4 separate regions of the Zea mays genome follow, and regions 1, 2 and 3 are each linked to region 4. A link is a contact called in public Hi-C data. All regions are on one chromosome and are shown on one strand. Each heading gives the region's core, a stretch centred on a gene start, on an enhancer-like site or on the middle of the called end of the contact. The rest is flanking DNA. Distances are from core to core; before and after follow the strand shown.

The links. A called contact is a pair of places that touch in the nucleus more often than the background predicts.
Region 1: a contact with region 4 is called in a Hi-C map of leaf, with 2.4 times the contacts expected there. The contact joins the enhancer-like site here to the promoter of LOC103629309 in region 4. A contact is called at or near these places in 3 of 25 Hi-C or Micro-C datasets (ear, leaf and tassel).
Region 2: a contact with region 4 is called in a Hi-C map of ear, with 2.9 times the contacts expected there. The contact joins the promoter of LOC109940330 here to the promoter of LOC103629309 in region 4. A contact is called at or near these places in 2 of 25 Hi-C or Micro-C datasets (ear and tassel).
Region 3: a Hi-C map of ear shows a contact between it and region 4, with 2.6 times the contacts expected there. The contact joins the enhancer-like site here to the promoter of LOC103629309 in region 4. A contact is called at or near these places in 4 of 25 Hi-C or Micro-C datasets (ear, endosperm, leaf and 1 more).

Annotation. Positions count from the first base shown.
Region 1 is chr6:53,220,854-53,223,598 of Zm-B73-REFERENCE-NAM-5.0, reverse strand. No RefSeq gene overlaps it. Among protein-coding and RNA genes, the nearest start is that of LOC100282993, 54 kb to the right of the region's middle. Within about 2 kb of position 1,373, at least 7 of the 20 cell types and tissues checked have an H3K27ac peak or open chromatin away from gene starts, as enhancers often do. A contact at or near this core is called in leaf, where this site is marked.
Region 2 is chr6:53,161,365-53,164,349 of Zm-B73-REFERENCE-NAM-5.0, reverse strand. It overlaps LOC109940330, which reads right to left and starts at 1,552. Exons shown (of 1, transcript XM_020539810.3): 1 at 511-1,552. The coding sequence starts at 1,513. The coding sequence ends at 980. It overlaps LOC100282993 (peroxin Pex14), which reads left to right. Exons shown (of 11, transcript NM_001412255.1): 11 at 1-390. The coding sequence ends at 44.
Region 3 is chr6:54,050,118-54,053,209 of Zm-B73-REFERENCE-NAM-5.0, reverse strand. No RefSeq gene overlaps it. Among protein-coding and RNA genes, the nearest start is that of LOC103629310, 180 kb to the right of the region's middle. Within about 2 kb of position 1,674, at least 17 of the 20 cell types and tissues checked have an H3K27ac peak or open chromatin away from gene starts, as enhancers often do. A contact at or near this core is called in ear, endosperm, leaf and 1 more, where this site is marked.
Region 4 is chr6:53,662,627-53,665,663 of Zm-B73-REFERENCE-NAM-5.0, reverse strand. LOC103629309 (proline-rich receptor-like protein kinase PERK8) reads right to left here and starts at 1,363. Exons shown (of 8, transcript XM_008650470.3): 1 at 146-1,363. The coding sequence starts at 764.

The sequences.
Region 1 (2,745 bases), core at 124-2,623, 440 kb after region 4:
ACAAGCTACCACAAGTAAACTTGCTTACTAATACTTGGTCTCCAATTTTGCTACACAAAATATATCTCCTAACTGCATAGAACAACCCCAAGGAAACTCCAATGTTGAGCCAACGTACTGAAATGTCCAATTTTAGATGTCTGGAATAGCCTAACATCAACCTGACAACCTAACTTTAAGCAATATTTACACCTAGTTCTGTATAGCTCTAAGGTCAAATAGCTTAATCAAGTTTGTGCTCCTAGAACATATATACAAGGTTGCTATAATGACCAACAACTAAAAACTCATGGATTCAATGCTATAGTGCTTCAAAGTTGACCCCATTCACTGCAACCAGTTTCAGTTAACTGAAACAGGCACCCATTAAGTCTGTTGGAAGGATTTGCAACCTCATTTACTCTAATTTTCACACAAGAACAAATCCAACTCTTTATATGAAACATGTTCTCCTTCAAATGGTCTTTGACTGTGCTATAAGATTCTTAGTCCAAGACCTTATGGACTGGTCACAAAGTTGCTCCAAACTGGGAACCAAATATTAAAACTTTAGTTGCAGTTAATTGAATTCAGTTCAGAGAAAAATAAGCCTGACAGCACACCTTTAGGCACTAATTACTCCCAACTCTAAGTAGTGTCAAGGGCATAACCCTCACCAAATTTTACTCCCCTAACACTGGTATTCAAGTTTTCTATAGCAACTATAGTCTAAAACTACTTAGATTGGTCACAAAACACCTCCAAACTGAGTACCCAACACTGCAATTTCAGGTTTCAGATCTGAATAAAAATCTAGTCCAACTAACATGACAGTCCAAGTTCTCAGTGGGTGCATGAAACTGCTCGGGGAAGACGTACGTTGGCTGGTCGACGATGAAACTAAACACGGCGACGATTTGTGGTGGCACGACTATGTTCTGGCCACTATGAGGTGAAGGAGGTTGTGGCCGTGGTCACCACTAGCAGGGAGATAACGCGCTGTGCACAAGGGCTGACCGAGTTGGTGGCTGGGGAGAGAGGGCTATCTCTAGTATGGACACAAGAACTTCATATTCTTTGTTGTGGTCTGAGGGTAGAGCTCAAGACGGGGAGGTAATCCTCGCTGAAACCTACCCTATAAACACCTGAATATGGGGCAAGGTGGCCCTGCACCTGTCCAACATGCAGTGAGGAAATGTTTTGAGGGTGCCAACATTATATGAGCAACCCATATGTGGCTTTCATGCATCAATATCTCACCAGCTCGTAGCCACACCATATTCACTGAACCTGGTCAACTTAACCAGCCAAAATATCCCATGTCCAGTAAACACAGACAGAAGAATGATAAGTGAACACTCCACTGTGAGCAGACTCAACAGGCCCAACTTGATATTTCTGGGGTCTCCCTTTGTTGTCCACCCAAGTCTTATCTCAGCCTGAGCTCACCAGTTTAGGACAGCGGGGGAAGATCTTTTCTGCAACTCCAAACCTGATCCATAGTCAGATAGCTACTTTCCCCTCCACTATCTCCAGAACAGACCAACTCCTAGATATCTTTCTGCAGTGGGAAACCTTCAGCACCTAAGCTATGTACCTCGTCCCCACTAACACTTATCCCTATGAAAACTTAAACACATAGGTGAAGTTCAGCAGGATAGGGAGATTCTTGTTCAGACTACTAAATCAGCATTGAACTAGACTAAAACAGCCAATACTGCCATTGCAGAACCCCCTGTTTAATCCCTTCTATCTAATAAATCTCCTCACAACAGAGCTATATTTCTTAACTAACATTACTCTCCAACTATAGCCCTTTCTATTTGATATAACACTCCAGGGCTGAAACTACTCAGAACTGAAGTTGTGGTGTTCCAAACTATAGCAAAAACAACTAAACACTCAATTTCAGTTTTACTGATCAACCCACACTATCTCTGACATTGGAAATTGCAGCACCATTTTCTCCTAATTGTATACATTAGCCACACCAAGTCTTTGCATGAACTTGTTCTCCTATACCTAGTCTTTGACTTTGCTATGGGGTTCCCAATCTAATATCCCTTGGATCAATTACTACAGAGCTCCAAAATATGGTAAAAACTCACTGAATCTCACAGCAACAGTTAACTAGATCCACACCTCTAAAGTCTGACAGAGGAAATTGGGGTATACTTTACTCTCGGATTTGTGTAGAACCAAGTCCAACCCTCTTTATGAAACTTGTTCTCTGTACCATGGGCTCCAACTTTGCTATATAGTTCTTAGTTCAAAACTCCTTCATTTGGTTATAAAAGGACTCCAAACTAAGCATCAAACACTGATTTTCAGTTTGCAGTGAACTGAATACAGTTCAGTTTTAGCCACACACAGTCCAACTTTGAGCAAGCTTTACTCCACTTTTTATGTGGAACCAAACCAAACTTACTTAAAGGAACTTGTTCGCCATCATATGGGATTTAACTCCTCTATAAACACCACATCACAAAATTCCTTAGATTTGCCACAAAGAGGCTCCAAAAATAGCCATCAACACTGAATTTTTAGCTGCAGACCACTGTCCACCATCTGAAACTCTAGAAATCTGCCAAGCCCTATTTGGACCACCCTCCTTTTCCTAGTGGCATATACTTTGAATGGCAAGTTGCTTAATAAAGTTTATACTCCAACAGTCCCTCTACAAAATTTATATAGTGACCATTAACCAAAACCTCTTGTATTCCAAACTACAATAGCCCAAAGTTTGCTCCAAATGATGATATTCAG
Region 2 (2,985 bases), core at 303-2,802, 500 kb after region 4:
ATGCTGGACACAGCGAGATCGAAGAACAACCAGTGGCCGTCTAAGTGAAAAACCGAGACCAGCCAAGAACTGGGAAGCAATCTAAGAGAGATTTGGGGTTTCTGGTACATACTGGGGTTTGTCATACATTTCTGAATAACATGTGTCAGAACAGCATGACGACAACATGTCAATAAGTAGCAGATAGTTTCTGTATTTAGAGTAATGCTACTTGTACACAGGAGAATGTCAAGCATTATCTATGGCTGTTCGATCGAGGGTGCTTAAAGGTTGTGAATTGTTGTCTTTTATTTTGTTTGCATTTTGCTGTTCGCTTCATTCCATTCAGGTGTTGTTTTTCTGGGTTTGCCAAGGATGAGAATCAATGGCGGTGTACACAGGTTGTTTCTGTCAGTTCATGCTCTCCCCAGTTTTTTTTTAACTTATTGTTGTCTCAGGTTAAAGGGTGGGATACCATGATTGTAGCTCTGGCTAATCAACTACACCAGCACAGTATTTTGAAGCAAAGGAACAATACCCTGATGAAGGATGATGCGTATTAGCATAATCAGTTACAGAGTACCACTAGATAGAGCAGAATGATACATATAAGCATAATCAGTTACAGAGTACCACTAGATAGAGCAGTGATGCTTGCAGGTCTACCATTTACACAATGCATGAGGTGAGAAACTAGAAGTTACAAAAGACTGACGATCAGCAGCTAGAAGCCTAGAAGGAACATATAGGTCAGTAGCATAACCTGCTCAGCGCCGCTGTGGCTTTAGACCCCAAGGACAAGATCTTCCCAAGATCATTCCTAATATCCATGAGGGTTTGTTCGGTTATTTTCAATCCATATGGATTGGAGGGGATTGATACGGATTGAAAGGGATTTTGACTTACTGGGACTGAAACCCCCTCAATCCATATGGATTGGGTTAGAACCGAAAGCCTGAGGGGGAGCGCCGGTTGCCACGCAGCTCAAGGCGGCCTTTGCTTAGCCCTGGTGGGTGGTGGCACCACGCGCCCAGTGCGCTTGTGCTTGTCTTGGCTGATGGGGGTCTCGGAGTCGATCACAAAGCTGAACCTGCTGAATATGGAGACTGGAGAGGAGGTCCTCCCTGGAGGGCAGGGGAGTTCCCTCTGCCAAGTACAGCTCAATTGCTACAGGATTCCAGGCATAGCTGTGCTGCCCAGCGGTCGTCATAGTCCTCGTGCATTTTCCTCTTCTCATTATTAGTGGGGGGTGTTGCAGTTGTTGCCACAGGAGGATTGGAATGTCCATGTGTTGCGTTGGCACCTGCAGCAGCAGGATGGGGGTTCTTCTTAGACAAGGATCCGTTGTCAGGGCCTGCTTGAGCATCTTGCGGCCAACACCAGCAGCTGAGGGGGGCTTAATGCCACCATCGTCTTGTGAGCCATCACCATCGCCACCGCTCACAGCAGCATGGGAATCGGGATGGTTGTCGATGAAGATGTTGTTCCTGTTCCTTCTATACATGGCCAGGCAACCGAGGGCCGCCGTATCCATCCACTCCCCTGCCTGAGCACGGCGTCTCGGAGAGCACCTCTGAACCAGAGACATGGGATGGGAGGGGGGGGGGGGGGGGGGGGGGGGGGGGGGGGGTGGGACCATCCTCCTCTCGCTGCTTGTGGCTGCCGGTGACCTTCTTTTCTTGGACACCTGTGCCAGTGTAGGGAGGGGAGAGGTACCTGCTCTTCCGCGCTCTCTTGGTGGCGGACAGGACTGCATCGTCGACATCCAGGGCAGGATGGTTTATTAACTGTAGGTATTGTAACTCGAGATGAGAAGTCCATGTATCATGTTCTGCAATAGAGTAAGCTAATAAGGCTGATCAGAGTTCAACTAAGTATGTGATAGAAGTTTTATACAGAGCTGCTTTTGCTTACTTCAGTATCTGCAAGCTTTGTCCAAAGTATGGAGTGTGCCAAGAAAAAAAAACATCAATAGGGGAACATTAGAAAGAAAATATCTGAATATCAAATCTGTGGGAAGAGTTACATTGCCCTGCAGTATATCTTGTCCCGCAAAGAAGAAAAATGCACCCAAAGCCAGAATAGGCAGCAGTATGAGGAGCTGCTTTCAGAAGAGATGAAAGAACTTAAAAATTATGGGCAACTGAATCAACTAGAATCATGGATGGATGAAGAAACACGAAGACTGAATCACATTTTGTGGTTCGTACAAACCAAACTATTAAATGGATAATGTTATCAATGTCAGTTGAGCCATAGAGTAAGCTAAACCAAGGTTTCAGATTTTTAATATGTATGTTCTATGGAATCAAAATGTTCAATTTTTTCACGAGTCTATGATGCAGTGCACAATTAAATACTAGTCTATAGTAGTACATTTTCGCCAAACTAAACAACAATACTTCGTGAAAGTGTAAATTCACAGAAAATTTGAGGTCAGCTTAGAAGCAACTACAACATGGACAGCAAAATTCTACTGTTAAAAAGCACATCATTCTTTTGTCTTAAACAAACTGGCAGTACATAAGCTGGTGATTTCAACTCTATTCTTAAAATAAGCATGCTCTGTAGGAGTGCATTTGGTCATATAGGCCATGGCTTGTATGGATCCAGTAGATAAAAATTGTGTTAGAGTTGTCATCTATGGAGGTATGTGTATGCGGTATCTGTATACCATAGTTTTTAAGGCGCCCGTAAGGCGACGCTTAAGCGTCGCCTAAGCAGTAAGGCGAGGGTGACTCGCCTTGCCTAAGAGCTCTCCTTAGCCCACTTTAGTTCGCCTTAGCGTCACCTAGGCGGTAAGGTGATGGTGGCTCGCCTCATCTCGCCTTACCGCCTTAAAAACTATGTAAGCTGCAGCTAGTTACATGTTTGATAATACATAAAATTATGTTCGAGTAGTCATCTTTGAAGCTATGTATAATCAAAACTTAGCTTCAGCTATTTGTATAATCAAAACTTCAAAGTATGGCAACACAGTAATATGAAGATGCAAGAAATAATAAG
Region 3 (3,092 bases), core at 425-2,924, 390 kb before region 4:
ATAGAGAATAACATTATGAATATTATGCAATTTGAACCACCCAGTTTGGAGTTCATATGCAAAAGATTTGGAATTTACAAGTTTTGGAATTCAAAAACCCTAAATTAAACCTATTTATGCTATTAAAATAAAGCCTAGGGGTCTCTCTGCAAGAAACTAGGGACCCAGGTGCAAGAAAACTGGACTGTGAGTTCTAATTCCAGGGAACCGAGAGTTTCTTTTACAAAACAACCAATCGAAGGGGTATCGGGCTCCCTTGACTGTTGGATCTCGGATCAACGGCTGAGATTAGACCGGCGAGCGAGCGCGGGCGGGCGCTGTAAAGCCCAAAATTTGTACCAGAAAAAAATAATGATGTAAATGAATAAATATTATTGTGTAGGGTTTTAGGATTATGGATCCTTTGGAGATCATTTGATTTGCGCATATTCAATTAATGGAATAAAATTAGTCAAATGACAAATAAATAAATACAGGGTCCTTAATTATTGTATGGTTCATTATTTATTAAGTTTGTATGAAGAAATTTTTAGAGGAATATAATAATAAACAAATATGTGCTTTGCATCATGTTGGATTTTTGTTTGTGCATTTAAAAATTTGAGTGTCAATTTTAATACTAGATTCAATTTGATGTTTGAAGATTACAAACAAACAGAAAATGAAATGGCAAAAATAAAAGGGTGGGATGAACTGGTCGATTGGGCCAAATCCCTGTCCGAAGCTCGCCCAGCCGGCCCACACTCCTCGGCCCAATTTTTTCTGGCCAGCCGGCCCAGCAGCCATTTCCCCATGTTCTCACTGATAGGCGGGGCCCTCTCGCCAGTCTCTGTCTGTGTTGCGCACGCGCATCGCGCGCTCCGCCGTGGCACCGACCTACGGGCCCCGGTTGCAAGTAACCACATGCACACCTAAACCAGTCTCGTCACTCGCTGCCTCGTGGGGTCTGGTGCACAGGGTGATCCTCTACCTCTGTAGCGAACACAAACAGCAATAGACTCAACGCAGATTGCGCCTAGGATCCTCATCTCGTATGTCGTATCTGACCTCTATCCCCTCAGCCGTGTTTCCTCGGGGCAGAGTCCGCCTGCGGGGGCATAAAATGCGTCATCCACCCTCTCGCCAATGCCGATGGTGCTAGCCTGATGGATCGCTTGCCTCTTTCCGTGAGGAAACCATTACCAGTGGCGGGCGACGCACCACGGCATGCCTACACCAGTGCTTGATCCTTGGGAATCGCCTAGAAGACTTTCCAGGGGTGATGCAAGGCCGTGCGTGGAGGCTTTGTGAAACCCAAATTCGACGTGGGCAGCCTCAGACCATGGAGTTTCCTTGCCGGTGCGGGTCTTTCCGCGGTGCCACAAGCCCACAACCCCGACTGGACCAAGCCTCGGTGCGCACGACTCACGGTAAGAAACTCTCCGCGTAGTCCTCCCTGCCATTTCCTTTGCGTGACTGCGGGCGATTTGGAATTTTGGTGTTTAAGCGTGAACTTCTGGGCCACGGCAATGGCGCCACCGCAGGGTGACCTGCGCCGCATGTGTGAGCTTTGGTTGGTGAGTAGAGGAGGATGGAAGGTCCTGGCCCGTCGATCTATCACTGGACGGTGGAGATCAAGCTGAAGCATACCTCTTCACTCTATCGAATGTGATCCATGGGATGGGGATCGGATGGACCTGGTCTCGTAACGGTAAGAAGACCTAATCGGTGCCATCGATTTATGATCCAACGGCCGGTTGAGAGTGTGGGAGCATTTAAGAAGAATGATCTAATCTGGGCGCTTGATGGGCGATCTGACGGCCCATAATGCACCGTACCCCTTCGTCGTGCCTAGTTTGCAAACGAGACCCTGCATTAATAGTTTATCAACCCGCGATCCTCGTGCGGGTGTAGCCAGAGTCTTGTAGATCTTTTGAATTTTCCCTCGTGTCTCACTGTATTATTGCACGCAACCAGGAAACAGAGAAAATCAGATAATAAAATTTAGAAAATGATTTTAATACAAAAATAATTCCAGAAACTTGTATAATTCATATTTAATTCATTTTAACTCCAAATTGATTCATTCCAGTGGCATTAATTTTGTTTTAATATCGTTTATTATCTAGTAACCTTATTTTAGTATGAAACATATGGTTAAATTTATGCGCTTGATTTGTTTTGTATCTACCACTTAAAACTTCAGAAAATTATAATTAATTCATTTTAACTCTGTTTCAATCCGTTCAAGTTGCGTTAGCTTCATAAAGATATTGTTCATGTAGTAACAACATTAATTATACCATAACACATACTTTTATAGTTAGATATTTATTTATCCTTTGTCTACTAGATTAACTCCAGTAATCTAGGTTAATCTCTCTATATATAATCTGGGTAATAGGTAATCCCTAATCAAATTATAATCTAGATTAAAGTTGGATTAGTTATTCAGAATATATTTTTCTCATATATTGTAGAATAAACAATTTATAATTCAATTTAATATTCCAACCACATAGATCTTCCATAAATCATAACTCGATAACCATAACTCTGATTTTAGTGGTTCGCTAACCCACGATCTCGTAGCGACGTTGAAAGTCGCTGTCACACCCGGTTTTAGAAGGCAAACTGAATGCGAACCATGTACGTGCCAGGATCAGTTATTCACGTACACAGCAGTTACATAACATGGACATCATCACACAGTGCTCAAAATAGTATTAAAAGGGAAGTAATAGTCGATTACATCATACGTCTGAGACGTCCATATAGTTCTTACAATAAATCAAAGTGCGGAAAAGAAACGTAGATAAACGAGGCCTTCACAGGCAGCCGACTGGGGGTTGCCGCTAACCCACGCCTAGAACTCGTCGTAGTCTTGGAACTCCTGGAAGTCTCCTTCCACAGCTTCATCTTCGCCTGAGCAGTGGTTGCAATGCTGACAACCTGGGGATGGGGGGTTTGGTGTGTAGAGCAAGGGTGAGTACACATCAACATACTCAGCAAGTATCCTGTTTGGCTGTAGTGGACTAGCTTTATGTGGGGATAAGTCAAGCAGTTGCTTTTAGTTGGTCAGATTATTATTACTAGTAGAGAAAGCCAAGTTT
Region 4 (3,037 bases), core at 114-2,613:
AGGTCCCTGGAATTTTCAGGCAACAACCATACACAATCAGCCAGCACAGTGAAAAGGGCAACTCACAAGATAATTTATTAAAAAATGACAAAAAAGCTGTATGTTGCATGATATATAGGGAGGAGTGAGAAACAAAACAAAATACCCGAAGGTTGCTGCGAAGAAAAAGGCGACATGAGACCAGCTCTGTAACCACTCATCTGCTTCCTCTTGCGCTTGCGGTTGAACCAAACTGCTGTGACTAGGAGGCTAAGAAGGAGCAGGGCGACCACCGCAGCGGCGATGGCTACAACACCATTACCAAGGCCGCCAAAGGGGGCGGATGGGCTCCTGGACGGCGCACCCGGGCTGGACGACTTGTTCCAACTTGGGTTCTTGCCCCTGGCCGGGTCGACTGCGATGGCAGGCGTAGGCAGTGGTCGTGCTGACGGCGGAGGAGCGCTAAAAGGAGGTGGTGCAGGGGCCGGGGACGCTGGCGGAGATGGCGAGGGCGTCGGAGCGGCAGACGGCGTCGGGGACGTTGGAGGGGGCGAGAGCAGCGGCGGCCTTGGAGGAGCAGCAGCCGCCCGCGGCGGCGGCGAGGCTGTGTGTTGAGGAGGCCCAGGCGACGGCTGGGAGTGGGAGTGGGAGTGGGAGGAGGGTGGAGGAGCGGCGGGTGCGGGAGAGGTGAGGGGCGGGGGCGTGGCAGCGGTGTCGGGCGGTGTGGCAGTGGGCCGCGAGGACGCCGGTAGCGGAGAAGAGGCGGTGGTGGGGGCGGAGGCCATGAATCAATCAGGCTATTGAGAGTGGGAGGCGGTGGTTGGGGTTGGGCTTGGTGCATGTCCCCGTCGTGGCGGCGGTGTCGCTGGACATGGCCATCCGGTGGATGCTGCTGCAGCTACTAGTAGTAGTATAGGAATAGGGAAAATGGGGAGCTTGCTTACTCTGATGGCACCGCACCACTTTTGCTTGCTTGCTTTGACGAGGGGCGGAAGGGGGAAGGGACTTGACTTGCGGACGCCACCAAAGAAATCCAAGAAATGAATGAATGGTGTGGAAGTTGAACCAAAAGCAAGCCAAGCCAAGCAAATAGAGAAGACGAGGAACGAGGGGCAGAGGGGGAAGGGACGGTGGCGGAAATGGAACTCGGCTCGGCTGATCCTGCCTGCCACTGCCCGCGTTCAGTTTCAGTAGCTGAAACGAATCCAAGGGAAGGGGGAAAGAGATTGATGGAAGTGTCCAGCGGTGAGTGGGAGGGGCCAGGAAGGAGTTGCGAGTGGACGATGATTCCCCTTCCGCTGCCGCTGGGTGCCGGCCGCCGGGGTCCGTCCGGTCCGGTCGTTGGACTTGGACCACTGCCGTGACCTGCTCTGCTGTCACCATAATTACCGTCTCCATGCCTCTTCACTCTACTTCCATTTCATACACCTGCCAAACAATGGCACTGTTTGTTTCGGCTTCTGGCAGCTTCTGGCCACCAAAAGCTGCTGCGGACTGCCAAACGCTCAGCTTTTCAGTCAGCTTCTATAAAATTCGTTGGGGCAAAAACCATCCAAAATCAACATAAACGCTTTTCAGTCAGCTTCTATAAAATTCATTGGGGCAAAAACCATCCAAAATCAACATAAACACATAATCGGTTGATTCGTTGTAATAGTAGGAATCTGTTACTTTCTAGATTCTGAGCCCTATGAACAACTTTATTGTCCTCCACACGAAATCGTAATGATACTCAGATTCTCCCCACAGCTAGATTCTCCCTACAGCCAGATTTTCAGAAAAGCTGGTCAGAAAAAAGCTAAACCAAACAGGCCCAATTTCTATTTTACAACAGCATTTCTTATCTTAAAATATAATAAGGCTCATCTCGTAAAAAAATAGTTTCAATCGTGCTATATTTTACATTTTTTATCAAAAATCTAAGAGACATAAATAGTGTCATATTGTTACTTTCTACATCATCATTAATCTTTTCCTTCCTAATAATATAATTTGATTTTTTTTCTAAAATACATAATTTAGAGCTTAAAATACACGATTTACATCATCATTAATCTTTTCCCCCTTTAGAAGCTCGTAAAGATTCTTCATCCCAACATGAGCAAGTCGGCGATGTCAGAGTCAGCCCATATTAGTTTTAGCAATTAAGCAAGTGTCTAGTTTAGAATTGTTATCAGTGAAACAATCTAACACTTCCTTAAAAGCTAGTGAATCATCATTTCTTCTAAAGACGATAACATCAACGTCAGTAAATAAACAGTTGTAGCTCATTTTGCATAATTGAGAAATAGAAAGCAAGTTGTAACCTAGAGATTCTACAAGAAAAACATTAGAAATATAATGGTCAGGAGATATAGCAATTTTACCCAATCCTTTGACCAAACCTTGATTTCCATCCTCGAATGTGATTGCTCTTTGAGGATCATTATTTTTCTCATATGAGGAGAACATTTTTTTCCCCTGTCATGTGGTTTGTGCACCCGCTGTCAATTATCCAACTTGTTCTGCCGGATGCATAAACCTACAACACAAATTTAGGTCTTGTACTTAGGTACCCAAACGGTCTTGGGTTCTTTCACATTAGAAACAAGCACCTTGGGTACCCAAACACAAGTCTTTAGACTCTTGTGTTTGCCCCAACATATTTGGCAACTACTTTGCCGGATTTGTTGGTAAGTGTAAGAAAAATGGACCGAGGGCCATTTGGCTAAATAGGTTTTGGTGTTTGATGAACAAAATAACATGTGGACTAATGTGTTTGTGTAACACACTGAATTTGGGGTATAAAATTTCTTTCTTATGATCATCCAAATTCAGGTGTTACTCTTCACTATTTCACTCTAGTCTCTCTCTCTCCTTAGTTTTCTCTCTATCTTTCTCTTTTAATTAGAGTTAGTTGTATTAGTGAGGGATTATTTAATTTATTTTGCCCAAAACATATGAGTCATGGAATGTTGCATCATATTAAGCTTAATTATTCTTTGAATTGTTGCACATATTTGATTTGGTTTGAATTTGAAACTTGATTTGAATTTGAATTGAAAACCCTAGAGAAAAC